Linked DNA regions of Mus musculus: region 1 is linked to region 2. Evidence: chromatin contacts called from public HiChIP or PLAC-seq data. All regions are on one chromosome and are shown on one strand. The core of a region is the stretch at or near the end of the contact, and the rest is flanking DNA. Distances in the headings are between cores, read along the strand shown. Region 1 has its middle 89 kb from the start of Gm15418. Region 2 has its middle 21 kb from the start of Gm32485.

Region 1 (7,208 bases), core at 2,369-4,868, 300 kb before region 2:
TTTTTTATTTCATATTTCCTCAACTATAGCCCTTTTAGATTGACTTACAATATTGGCATCTTCTTAAAAAAAAACAAAAAACAAAACCTGCCATCTGAAATCTTATCAACCACCAGAGCTCTCTCCTTAGATATGAATTAAATGGGTGGCGCACGCCTTTAATCCCAGAACTTGGGAGGCAAAGGCTGGCAGATTTCTGAGTTCAAGGCCAGCCTGGTCTACAGAGTGAGTTCCAGGACAGCCAGGGCTACACAGAGAAACCCTGTCTCAAAAAAAACAAAACAAAACAAAACAAAACCAAAAAACAAAAAACAAACAAAAAATTTTCTGCTCACCAGAAACAGCAACACCAGTAGCAACAGTAAGCAATAGTAACAACACTAGCAACAGTAGCAATAGTAACAACAGTAGCAACAGTAGCCACAGTAGTAACAGTAACAACAGTACACCCCAGACACTTCCCTCTAGGCTCATTCTCCTCCCTCCCTCCCTTTCTTTCTCCCTCTATTCCTTCCTTTCTTCCATTTATCTATCAATCACTATTCTATCTGCTGCCTATAAATATTATCTATAATTTATTTTTCTGCCTTTCTTCAATTTATTATAAATGTCACCTACTTATCATCTATCAGTCTATAGCTATCATTTATCTAAATATTATCTACCTATATTTCTTCAATCTGTCTACCATCTGTAATCTATCAATTTACTATCTATTTATGCACATATCCTTTATTGTCATCTATCTATATATCTATTGATCTACCACCTACCTGTCAATTATCTCTGCCTAGGTCTAAATGTCAGCATCTTTCCATAATTGCCATGGGACAGCCCAAACCCAGTGTGATAGCATTGAGAGGTGTGATGGGTGGGGGGTGATCAGGACCTGATTGTGAATTCAGTGTCTTTATTAGAACATACAGGGGCCAGCTGCCCCAACGGGAAGACACTGAAGAAGGTGATGCTCTGTGAAGCAGTAAGTGGGTGGTTCAGAAGCCCATTGGATGTGAATACCTCAGTTTGGTGGAAGAGAGGGGTCCCCATGGCTACTTTGTAATTTTCTTAGCTTGCAAGCCTTTGAAACTTGGTGCTTTGTTCATGCAGTCTGAAAAGACCTTGATGCTGGCACTGTGCTGGCTGGTCCTGTGGTTCTGGGCTGTAGCAGAGTTGCTTTTGCTGGGCAACCTGGAGGCAAGTGGATTTTCTGGAAAGGCCAGTGAGTGTTCCTAGACAGGTGAGACTGGGAATACGGAAGGAGGTAACCTGGAGTCAAGAACCTGGGACCTCTTCCCCCAAACATCTGTGCCAATTTCTAGCCTTGACTCTTAATGACTTATTGCTACATCCATAGATCAGAGAGCATCTGTTAGTATTCATCAGAGAAGCTCCTCCTTCTTGTAGTAGATGGTAGTTATCACAAAGATCTCCTAAAACTGGTTAGTGTGCAAAGAATTAGAGGTTGTAGAGTGCTCAGCCCTAAATGGGTGTCTGGTAGATACCGGATGGAAACTAATAACATAGGCATCTCAGTTGCTATTGATGGCAAACTTATTTAATTGCCCCTTTATTTTTAGGTTTAGAGAGAACAGAAAGTGGGTCTGGTAACTGGTTCTCAGACAAGCCAGGACACGCACTGGGGTGACCAGTTATCCCCAAAAACTAGGTGGAATTCACTTCTTAGAGGGCTTCGGAATTTCTGTATTAGAGGAAGTGCTTGCTGAAATCCTTTCCACTTACTAAGTGCTACTTTGGAATTGCACAATGTATTGAAGAAATGAGTTAGCCCTGGCTGTGTTTGGGCACACAGGAGGAGGAGGAGGGACACAAGTGGGAGGTGGAGGTGGTCATGGTGGTGGTGGTGGTGGTAACTAACTCCTCTTGAGGGGTACAGAGCATGATAAGCAATAGGAAGAAGGAAGCAGAGACACCAGGTAGGAGCAGACACGAAGCCCCAGTCCTTGGGCGTCAGTGGTCACTGCTACAGTGTGGCAGCAATTACTTGGGATGTTGCATGTCTTAATGTGCATCTGGTTTTGTGACCTCCACCAGGGAACATTCCTAGACACACAGGCCATAACACTTCTCTTCCTCTGGGCTCGCACCCCACTGTTCTCCAGTGCACACCTTCAGGAGCATACTTATGTAGTAGACACACACAGCTCTCCACCTATTCACTTGCCTCCTTGCCAAACCTTTTCCCATCCACCTATGACCCTCTCCCTCTCTGACTTTAGCCAGGTGACTGACTGTAGCCAGTGAGTAGCAGCATCTCCAAGGCCAGAGAGACCAGCAGGTACCTGTGTGTGCTGCCATTTCCTTGTTCTGATGCTCTGTCTGGTCACACAAACTTATCTGAGCAATGGAAAGGCAGGTGGAGTAAAGTTGAGCCTCAATCCTCTTCTCTGAGGTCCCTGGAGGCAAGCAATGGCTCTGAAAACCCTCATTTGCAAGGAAATACAGCTAAACCTGCGGAGCCATCTAGTCAGTCTGCACTGACTAGCAAGAACTCAGATCAGCAGGAACCCAGAAGTGGGGATGCAGTGGACACTTTGTTTAACTGAACATTCCTGTTTGTTACTTAGCATTGCTGGGGCAGCAGATGGCGGATACACTCACAGGAGGCTGATGCTCGGCATGCTGGGAGCTCATTGAAAGCACAGTAAATGATCAAGTGCTGAGGGAAAAAAAAGATAACTTTTCTGTGAGATCACGGAGCCTACAGCATGCCTGGCTTGCTGTAGCACCCATGAGAGCCCATCAAAGCATGTTACGCAGTCTGAAATCACACTTGATAAACTCAATAATTTCTAGTCCTGTTGGAGCACCCGGCTGGCAAATGTGGGCTTCAGTTAAGCAATGTGAACCGAACAACGGAGACTGGAAGCCGAAAGGGAAACCTGTGCCCCAATTTCGCTTCATGAATTCCAAGTGTTTGGTGATAAATCTCAAAATGATCTAAGGCTTATTTTCCCAAAATGCCAGGAGGGAAAAAGTATAGAAAGGGGGCCATATTTTATAAGAACAATGGTGTGCCTGTTACAAACACATATATATTTCTGTTCGTCATTATGGAGGTATTTGTGCGCTTGCCAAGTGTGCTGCATGCCTCAGATTTAAAAGGCTAGAGAAAGATGGTTTTAATAAAGTTTCCTAATGTAATAGAAGACACATAATAACATCCTGCTTCAAATCTCTGGGAAAAGAAAAGTTCTTTTTGAAATGTTTTTCTTCCCCCTTCAAGAATTATTTTCAGCTAACAAGAAGAGGAAGGAACCATGAGGCCCTGAGCTGCCCCGTAGACTCATGGCTGCCCCTTTTTATGTGGTTGGTTGATGATATTATTAGGGGTTCAGTTACTCTGTAATCAAATGAAACAGCCAGAGAGCTAAAGGTAGGGTGATAAATGAGGTCCCCCAGGAAAGCCGGATTTCATTTCTGTCATGGGTCAAATTGGCAGATGACCTCATGTGAAATCAACACACGGAGGTCTGTGTCTTGTGACCCAGCGCTGGTGCTGGAAGACGGTGGCTGTCCTCACATGAGCACAGGCAGCCCTTCAAGTCACGGCTGTTACATAACAGCAAAGCAATGACACGGGATCTCTGCAGTCACCAAGGAACCTCTGGCAACCAGTCAGCTGTGACCTCAGCCTTACGCACGTCAGAGCTGTAGGTCACAGGGACATTTGTACCTGCTCTGTGTCTCGTGATTTACTCTCAGGAGTAAAAGCACCGGGTTTTATTGTTTCTCTGCTCTGTGGATTCTGCTGAAGGCATGTGCTCGGGGGGTGGGCAGCAGAACAGGACCAGCTCGTGGGCTTGGGAAAAACCCTGCTTCAAGTCATCAGCTGGTTCCTAGAAAGGAAGGAGTTTGAATGGCACCCTTTAGAGTCAGCAGTGTGCTGGAAGGAGATAGTGACCTCAGAGCTGTTTGTGAGGATGGAGACACCCAGGGGAGGTGCTGTCCTTAGCAAACAGGCAGAGGTGGCTATTCCTGATTGTAATCAGGTACTTGTAGTCTGTGGAATTGTGTCAAACTAGGACAGGTCCCAGAGGGGCCGCTCTATGATAGTCTCATCATCCAGCCCAGGGCTCCTTGCTTTGAAGAAAGGGTCATCCCCCAGAACTCTGTTCTGGCTCTCAGAGCCTTCTCCTGACTCTCAGGCTCACCCAATTTTCTCTGCTTTGCCACCTCCTGTGCTCAAAGGGGTGGTAACAAGATCCTGTGGTCTCTGAGTGCACACGTAACTCCTTCAGCAGCTGTTCTTTGTGGGTTTTTTATTCTTCCCATGCTAGAGAGGAGGGAAGTGAAGTGGAAGGCTAATCCTGGCCCAGCCTGCTTAGCAGAGGCATCCCACGTCTGCCTAGGTTCAAAGCCCATGTGACTTATGAGCTGTTTCAATGTGTGTATGCCAGGCTCTTGTCAATCACCATCTTTGAGTGGTGGGGTAGACACTGCTATGATGTGGTGACCATCCACCATCAACACTACAGCATCTGTGACTAAAGCCGAGGACCCTCTATCACACAGAGAAGTCCATCGGATGGTCAGAAGGCTTGGCATTAACAGTGAGGATTCTTGGTTGGGAAGAAGAACATAGGCTTCAGACTGACTCATAGATACCTTTTTCCATCTCTTTGCCTCTATAATCTCTCTCTTCTACCTATCTGCCTATCTTTCTATTATCTGTCTATCAATCAATCAATAAATCATCTATCCATTATCTCCCTATTATCTATTATCTGTGTATCAGTCATATCTATCATCAATCTACATACCTATTATCTACATATCAATCACATCTATTGTCAATCAATCAATCTACCTACCTATTATTATCTATCATATATCTATCAATTACATCTCTCATCTATCATTTATTATCTCTCTATCATAATTATCTAGTATCTATAATATGTCTCTTATTTGTTATCGATTTCCCATCACCTGCCCATCCATCCATCCACCCGTCCATCCATTCTCCCACACATATGCCCATACTATATCCTATTGCTTCTGTTTTTCTGGGAAATACTGTCTAACTCAAATGTTCTTAACCCACATTTCTCAGATTTCTCCTGGCCTTCTCAGTGTTATGATGGGAAGCTGTCTGTACAAATGGCAGAAGACAAGTGAGTCTCAGAATATCACTAGTCTTGTTGGTACTGCTAATCCTATAAGAATTCAATAGTAGTGCTAGGTTTGGCTCTGCTATAACCCTTCACTACAGAGCCTTGCCCTTAGTTCCATGCAAGCCAGGACTATCATCAGCCTTAACTATACAAGTAGTTGGGTATTCAACTATCCACTTGAATTACATGAGACTGTATCTTCAAGACTGGACTTTCTCCCAGTTGACTCCTTGATTTTCAACCATTATAAACACATTGATAAGGACTGGCATATATGTGGATAGTAAGCAAGTGTGCAGACAGCGTATGGATACAGACCTGCATGATTATGTTCAAAGATATTGATGTAGAGATAGACAGACAGATAGATGATAGGCAGATGGTGTGGGTAACATAGATGCATGTGAAAGCTACCCTTATGACTCCCCTGAGTCTTCTGGAGAACATGAGAGTACCTTTTATCTGTGGGTATTAGGTGTCCCTAAGCTATTATTGACTAGGGTGGCTTCATAATTCCTTGTCTGAATTAGAATGGTTCACTTGAAGATTAGAGGATCCCTTGGTGACTCCCTCAGGTTTTGTGTCCTTGTTGGTTGGACTGTGTCTTCCTTGTCTCTTTTGTTCAAGGTCATATTCAAGGCTGATCTACTACAAAGTCTTTCAAAGACGAGAAAAGAGGTAAGCAGCGTCCCAACACATTTCACAATATTGCCGACGCCCCTTTTGATCGATCACTTCTGATGTTCTCCAGCATATACTCCTGGTGCACTAAAACATTTCCAATGTGTGATGATGGCGTGTGCTTCACAGCTCTTCCTCTAACTTCCTATTTCCTGAAATCTGCTCCATAACATTTGCAACTCCTTGACTAGGGAGGCTATGGGTGTTGACCTTTTCCCTGTGTCTAGAGTCCCAAGTTCACTGTCTACATCTCTGTCTAGCAGGTCTCTTTTCCACGGCTAATCCAGAATGCCCTTCATTGCCCCACCTTCTCTTTCCCAAGTAAAGATTTCATTAAAGGGTTAACTGTGGAAGGTTTGTATACCTGTTTCTCATCCACGGACATGAGTGTCTGAGCAAGACGGTCCATCAGCTGAGCTTCACCCCTCCCTCAGCATGGGGCTAAACTTTGCCTTTCTTGGACAATGGGATATAAACAGCAAAACATCAGCACAAGCAAGGACTGACTTTTGTCTGGAGTTGATTAATATCCCTGTGAGAAGATGCCCAGGCAAAGGTGCTGCACTCAGATACAGGAGGGGTGTGGAGCAGAGCCATGGACAGCACCTCATACAGGCACAGCCAGCTCAGGCTGTGACCGTATGTGAGTCCATCAAGATTCGATGAAGCCCCTCTCCTAAGTCTGAAGGCAGACATCAAGAATAGATGCTGTGGTTTGAGGCACTGAACTCCTGGGTACTTCCCACACTGGCTTATTGGATCCAGACGACTGATCGATCTATACCGGCATTTTAAACAAATACCTAGTTAATTCTGAAGTCAGTGTGATGTAGCCTGAAGATTGAGAATGTTTGTAGATGGGGAATAGCAGAGAATTGGCTTTTTGATCCAAGCTACTTAAGCATTTTTTTCTTCTGTGAAGCCGAGAAGAAGCTTGCTTTTGCTTGGTTGTTGTTTCGATGCCTTTTTATGGGCATCTTCCTTAGCTGAGAGCTTGGGTCTTCTTTTAATCTCTTGATGTGATCTATTAAAATACACTCGTCTTCCTCGAATATGAGCTACTGCCGTTCTCGTACAGCCTTGGCCCGAAGTCGCTGGTGTTTTATTTGGAATTTTAATAAGCCTTTTCACAGTCTCCCACTCCCTTTTCTGTAGCACCTCTGTCAGGCTTGGGGCTCAGAACTGTTCTGGGCTTTTGGGAGCATTGGAGAGGTCTCCTGTAACTTCTTCCCCTCTAGTGCAGCTGTGCAGTGTGCTAGCAGAAAAAGGGCAAAAGTCCCCAAATGCCAGGCCTGGCTTCTCTGGGAAGCAGCACCCCACAGGTCTCATGTCTTCTGTTATATGGTGGGCCATGGGCTTATTCCTCCGTAGGACTTTTGGGGAAAATCTCCA
Region 2 (7,364 bases), core at 4,210-6,709:
TCCCCAACTTGCTTCTTGTTCATGATGTTTGTGTAGGAATAGAAACCCTAATGATGCTTGAAGACATGAATATACATGCATGATCCAGGTGCAGGGTTTCATAAAGACAACTCAGAGTCTTTCAGTTGCCTCATGAACTTTGGCCATGTTCACCCTCCTCCCCTTTCACCCCCCCTTCCTTCTTCTCACCCTGCCTACCCTGTTCATTTTCTTTCCTCAGTTGCTTGCTGCTCCTGGAACTGCTAGCTGGGTACGTTGTGAAGGAAATCGCCTGCTCCAGTTGTAGTGGAGCTGAGTGGAAGGTAGTAGAATTCATTCATTTCAGTCTAAGAAAGGGAAATGTAGCCCTTTCGGGAAGACATAAAGTTCTGGCCTCACTGATATAAATGAATAAAATTTACTCTGTAGAACCACATGAAAATTACATGCAAATGGAAAACTCATGAACTATTGCCTTTTAAGAGAGATTTTCATAAATTCTTGATTTTAAAACAACTGAAAAGGAACTGCTAAGAGCCATGTGTGAGGTGGGTGATTTATGTTGCATTTATTAGAAATTAGGGATTGCAAAGAGGTATTAAACAAAGTAGTGCTTTAAACGAGCTCAGCCAAGTAACTCATGACTTAACTGCAGCTTAGGAAGCCTTGGTTACTTATACATTTCTGCGTAGAGATAGTAAATATGTATTCAGCGTTGTGGGTTTTATTCCCATAGACTCTTCAACAATTTAGGTTTATCTTCAACACATAAATGTGCCTGGATAAATCATTCAAGTCACCTGTGATTTGGTCTCATGCTTCAATAATAAGTACTTTGGTATGTTTTGTCCCCCTTCATCCATCACTCCTGCTCTCTCTTTTTGAGGCAAACTTGCCCCTCTCTCTTGAACCATGAAATATTTAGATAGCTTAAAGCATACACACACATGCACGCACACACACAAGCACACACACACAAGCACACACACATACAAGCACACACACATACAAGCACACACACACAAGCACACACACATACAAGCACACACACACACACTGCTCTTTGTGGGGAGTAGGCACATGAGGACACAGCCTTGCCTGTGCCCCATTGTTATTTGTAGTTAAGAGTAAAATCCCCAAAGTAGAAAAGTACCTAGCAGTAAACTCAATTAAGAATAAAGATGCCTCATGGTGTGTGTATTCATGGACAAGTCACTTAGTGGTTTTATTTTAAGACCACAATGAGGTAAGTATGTTAAAAAGTGACTAAAAGAATGTAGAGAAGCCACAACAGAGAGTTTCCAATCCTCTGGGCTCTCTGCACGCTTCATTGGAGAGTTCAGGGTGGTATTTCCTGGATGAACAGACAAGAGAATAGAGGAGCCTGTGGCCTGTGAGCATGAGTTGATCAAGATGACTGTCCCAAGCTGGTCCCCATCAGTTCTGTCCTTGAAGCATACAGAGAGGGCAGAGGTAGCCCTCCACCCTCCAGACTTAACTACTGCACGAATCTCATCCTGTCTGCGGGAGGCACTCCACAGATGTCTTTGCAACATACAGAGTGTGCTTTCCCCTGTCTAGATTCAGTCATGGTGTTGTATAGACCCTGTTATCAAATGATAGGTCCCAGGGTTCTAGCATGACCTGTCTCTGTAGGTGAAATCAAAAGAAGTTTCTGAGAGCAATACCAGGACCCTGTCTCAAAAGCAGCAGGGATTATTTTTGTCAACCTAGCAATGGCTTCACAAAATATATTGTCCATCCTCCAGACACACTCTTTCTGTCTGTCTCTGTCTCTGTCTCTGTCTCTGCCTCTGCCTTTGCCTCTGTCTCTGCCTCTGTCTCTCCATCTCTCTGTCTCTCTCCCGTGTGTGTGTGTGTGTGTGTGTGTGTGTGTATGTATGTGTGTGTGTGTGGGTGTTTATAGGCTAAATGGAATCCTTAAGGGACATCTGCCTTAATTTTTGAGACATTTGAGTCTCTCAGCTACCTGTAGATTGACATCCATGGAATCTGAGGAATGAACCTGCATCTAGTCCCTATCACCAGGATTACAAAGACATATTACTACCACCCTGCCTGGCTTTTGACATGTGTGTAACAAGGAGCAAATCTCAGGTCCCCATGCTTTACAAATGGAACTATCTCCTCTGCCCCTGACTGACTTCTTCATTCAGCTAGACATGTCTGCTAGGATAGACCTGAATGAGAGCAGCTGAGATGGGCTGGGATCATCAAAAAGAAGAATATATTTCTAGTCACCTCAACACTGAGAACTGTGAATGAAGAGACCCTGTGGTTGGTTCATAGGAGATCAATCTGTAGAGATCAACAGAACTTCACCTAAGCCATCCGGTGAGGTAGACAGCTACCACCTAAGGTCTTAGCAGAATCCTGCATTGCTAGATGTATCCAGTTTCTGGGAGAGTACACAAGGTGCTGAGCTTTAGTCAAGGCTGTGCTTTTCTGAGCAGCTGATGATGAGTGTTTAGTTTTTACTTGACTTTTCTGTCTTTCTGTCTTCCTGTTTTACACCTGCCTGCCTGCCTGCCTTCCTTCCTTCCTTCCTTTCTCTCTTCCTTCCTTCCTTCTTTTTCCTTCCTTCCTCCCTCCCTTCTTTCCTTCTTCCCTTCTTTCCTTCCTTCTTTCTTTCTTTCTTTCTTTCTTTCTTTCTTTCTTTCTTTCTTTCTTTCTTTCTTATTTCCTTCCTTCCTTCCTTCCTTCCTTCCTTTCTTTCTTTCTTTCTTTCTTTCTTTCTTTATTTCCTTTCTTTCCTTCCTTCCTTCCTTCCTTCCTCCCTCCCTCTCTCCCTTCCTTCCTTCCTTCCTTCCTTCCTTCCTTCCTTCCTTCCTTCCTCCCTCCCTCCCTCTCTCCCTTCCTTCCTTCCTTCCTGTCTCTCTTCCTTCCTTCCTTCTTCTCCCCCCCCCCCCCCCCCCGTTGATTCTCAGCCAAATTCATCAGGCTCAGAGATGCTCACTGCTCCTACTTTACTGCAACACCACACACCAGAAATGATGTCTATTAAGAACATCTCAATCCATTATCACCAAAATGATGTTTTAATGAACTAATGAATTAATTTTAAAAGCAAACCCACTCAGCCACAGTAGGACTTTCCACAGGGGGAAAAAAGCATCAAGGAGCAGGTAAAGAGATCTCACCTGGTGCAGAAATCATAGTCCTGGATCTCCTGATGTCCCTTGGGCCTGTTCCTTTCCAAGCCTTGGGTTTTATTTAGACATATGAAGTAAGCAATGGTGGACAGCTTAGAAAGCCTGCTCACACTTCCAGGAATCTCCCCACTGTTTCAGTGTTTCTTCCTTAAGTTTACAAACCTCACATCTGGCTTTTGTCTATGGCTCAGGGGTTCATCTGTAAAATGAGTTAGAATCTTAACCAGCACAGGATGCCACGTCTTGGCTAAGAAGGCAATGCATACATGACTCAAAATATTTTTGAATATTAAAAAAAAGCCATCAAAACCCAACTTTCTTCTTGTTGCTTAGAAGGCTGCTGAGCACTGTGCTCTATGGCATATAGGGCATCATACCCTGCTAACTTGTGTCCCTCAGTTCTTTCCTAGCCTGAGTCAAATCCTATCTCTAGACACATTGAAGGGTATTTTTGAGCTTGAAATAAATCATATGTCTCTAACATCTAGAGGTTCAAGAACCACAAGGAGGTTCTAAAAGGTCTCCAGTTCTAAATCGCACAGTTCTCTGTCTATTGGTCTTCTGGAACCTGTGTCCTTAAATATGGGCACTGGTCACAGCAGGATATCATCAAGGACTGTTCTGTTTCTGGTTGTCCTTTTTATGTTAGAGACAACTCTCTAACACACACACACACACACACACACACACACACACACACACCATTTGCACTGTCCTGACTCTATTGAGCATGAACTTATCTTTTAGTGTCTGTTGGGTTTTTATCATGGAGCACTGCCTCATCTCTTGGACTATAAGAGAGTGGCTGACTTCCCCAATGAGGCATCCTCTGGGACTACTGGTCTGCTCCTTCCCTGGTCTTGCCATTCAGGGAATTGATAGTAACCTTAGCTGTGTGGTTTGGAGGCAACATGTGGGAAACAAGCTAGTCTCAGTGGTGACTGTTGCATTCAGTATGATACTATGTGAGCCTCTGAAGACACAGTGGTGATGGTGGTATTCCATTTTAGTGAGACATTTAGATGTTAGACATGATAGAAGTTGTAGATCCAAAATTACCAAAAGGTACTTGTCTCAGTTTAGATTGTGACTTGAAACTCATGTTAAAATGTCTTCTTTCTTCCTTCAAGGGATACTGAGCACTGACCACAGCAAGCCATTTTGAACTGTACTTTAAACATGGGAACATTTTCTGGAAACATCTTTGGTTTCAAGATATCTTTGACTCTTTTTCAGTTGTGTGCATTGTTAAAATTCTTCCAAAAAGGGCTGAGAGGAATGAAAATAATACAGATACTGGGACACATAAGGCTATGAAAATAGAACATCAAATAGACATTCATGCCATTCTGAGCAGCCTGTTCCCACAGGAAGAGTCAGGAATTTCCACCAAATTTGTTCATGGCCAACCTCTACCATCTATGTCCATTTGTACACATATGCATTTGCACCTGTATGCATGTGCACCAACATGAACGTGCACATGTATGTGTGTATATATGTATGTAAGTATATACACATAAATACACAGGAAAATAGAATTTCAAGAGCTGTTCAAACATCTTATTAGATTTATTTATTTTATTCCAAGGGCTGTTGCACCCCAAGGCACACAGGTGGCAGACAGAAGACAATCTGCAGGAGTCAGTTTGTGCTTTCTACCATGTGAATTCTGGGGAGCAAACTCAGGTCATTAGGCTTGGTGGCAAGTGGCTTTATCCTCTGAGCCATCTCTCTGCTCCCCAAAGGACATTTTTTTTTTTTTTTTTTAGCAGTAAGACTCAGAGTGGTCTGAGTTGGATGTGTCTGCAATGCATACAGGACTCAGAATAGTTTTGAATATTCAAAAAAAAAAAAAAAAAACAGCCACCAAAACCAGACTTCCCTTTCAGAATGGTCTTTTTATTTTTATTTTGCATTTTGTAACTCTACTAAGTGTAGTCACCCAGCATCCAAGGTCAGCCGAACTGAAAAAGCAGAACAAAAACACACAGAAGGGTGATTTCTCAGAAGGAAATGGCAGCATTCATGTCCATAGAAGCAAACTTTAATCCTGCGGCTGAGAGGGGGAAACACAATGGCCGCATGGGGCTAATGGAGAATTCCCGGCTCTATTCTTCCCTGAAATATTTCATGGATGCATTCATCGCTCTTTCTCTTCAGAATGAAAGCAATAAAACAAACGAGAGACCTAATCTTTAGTTCAAATAAATGAAAAGAAATTGAAATCCACTTCATTCCCTGAGAAAGAGGAAGAATACAAATGAGGCGCATTGTGAGGTTTCTGGAAAGGAGCGATGCACCACAGCTGTAGGAATGTGGCCTGACAGCCTCTGCCTGTCAGCGCCATTAGCGGGGAGATCTGCTCAGGAAGGTTCCATTTTGTCTGAAAGGATGAAGTCCTGCTGCAAAGACTTGAGTGTGTGATGCACAGGGCAAGAGTGCAGTTAGATTTTTTTTTGCTGTCTAGGTCCTGACTCCCCATCTGGTGTGTGTATGTGTGTGTGTGTGTGTGTGTGCACTTAGGTGTGCATGTGTGTGTACGTGCACATGTGTGTGTGTATGTTTGTGCATTTAGGTGTGCATATGTGCGTGTATGGAGGCCAGAGGTTGATATCAGGTTTCTTCCTCAACTATTCTCCATCTTCATCTTTGAATTAAGTTCCCTTACTAATGAGGCTGACTTGCTGATCTTGGGATCTTCCTGTTTCTACCTCCCCAAAGCATGGACTGTATGCTCATTGTATGCAGCATTTTTACATGGATACTGGGAATCTGAGCTCAGGGCCTCATTCTTATATAGCATGTACTTTACTGACTGAAGCGCGCGCACGCGCGCGCACACACACACACACACACACACACACACACACTTACCCCATCCTCATCTGGCTTTAAAGAATAACTCTGAGCAACAGCTTCAGTCTGCTCACTGTAGAGTGAGGGTTGCTGTCCAATGGCCTGGACAGAGGGAGCACTTGCCCAGAGTGCACCCTGGAAACCATCAATATTCTTTAGATGCATCCATCTTTACAGGCTGGATGTATAGAGTTCAGGAAGGCACAAACACTTACAAGAAAAAAATAAAAGAAAATTTGTGATTTAAGATGCCAGTCTGTGGCAGCCACATTTTCCTTCTTTTGTTTCTTCCTCTGTTTTGGGATGAGTGAGTATTTGAATGTGCATGGTACATGCATGTGAGTATGCATTGTGCATGCATGTGTGTGGTATATGCATGTTAGTGTGTATGGTATATGCATGTTAGTGTGTATGGTATATGCATGTAAGTGTATTTGGTACATGCATATGAGTGTGTGGTACATGCATGTGAGTATGTGTGGTACACACATGTATACATGGTACATGCATGCGAGTGTGCATGGTACATGCATGTGAGTGTGTGATGCATACATGTGAGTATGCATGGTGCATACATATGAGTGGTGTATGCATGTTAGTGTGTATGGTGTATGCATGTAAGTGTATGTGGTACATGCATGTGAGTATATGTGCTATACGCAGGTATACATGGTACATGCATGTGAGTGCATGTGGTGCATGTGTGTGAGTGTATATAGTACATGCATATGTGCATGTTGCATACATGTGATTGTGTGTGGTACATGCATGTGAGTGTGCATGGTGCATGCATATGAGTGTGTGACACATTCATGTGAGTGTGCATGCATATGAGTGTGTGTGGTACATGCACATGAGTGTGCAGGTATGCATGTATACATGTGGAGCCAGAGGAAAGCATTGGATGTCTTCCTCCATTCTCTCTGCGTTTGTGTCTTGAAACAGTCTCTCACTGAACCAGAAACTGGGCAGTCAGAGAACTTCCAGGATCCTCTTATCTCTACCTCCCATTGCTGGAGGTGTAACACATGAATCTATGCCTACCTTTATGCTGGTGCTGGGCATTCAAACTCAGCTTCTCCAGCTTATTCAATGAGTGCTTTTACCCTCGGAGCTACCTGTGCAACCCTGTGACTGTCATGTTGACTTCCACCCTGAGTCCAGACAGAAAGAGAGGCATGTGTGGTGGCCATAATGTTCCCTCTCACTGTGCCTCCCCCCGTTCTCACCAGACTGAAACTTATCTATTGATGTCTGCAGACAGAATGTGTTTAAAATTCATTGCTGTAGACCACTTAGATAATCATGTTGAATGCACAGAAAATCCATCTCAAACCCATGCATCATTTGCAT

What was found. HiChIP or PLAC-seq counts read pairs in DNA pulled down with a chosen protein or histone mark.
Region 1: a contact with region 2 is called in an H3K4me3 HiChIP or PLAC-seq map of bone marrow-derived macrophages, with 5 times the contacts expected there. The contact joins two enhancer-like sites. A contact is called at or near these places in 2 of 115 datasets of contacts at active chromatin or transcription factors (bone marrow-derived macrophages and large pre-B cells).

The regions. Positions count from the first base shown.
Region 1 is chr8:11,095,066-11,102,273 of GRCm38.p6, reverse strand. No RefSeq gene overlaps it. Among named protein-coding and RNA genes, the nearest start is that of Gm15418, 89 kb to the left of the region's middle. Within about 2 kb of position 3,618, at least 113 of the 459 cell types and tissues checked have an H3K27ac peak or open chromatin away from gene starts, as enhancers often do. A contact at or near this core is called in bone marrow-derived macrophages, where this site is marked.
Region 2 is chr8:10,792,551-10,799,914 of GRCm38.p6, reverse strand. No RefSeq gene overlaps it. Among named protein-coding and RNA genes, the nearest start is that of Gm32485, 21 kb to the left of the region's middle. Within about 2 kb of position 5,459, at least 41 of the 459 cell types and tissues checked have an H3K27ac peak or open chromatin away from gene starts, as enhancers often do. A contact at or near this core is called in bone marrow-derived macrophages, where this site is marked.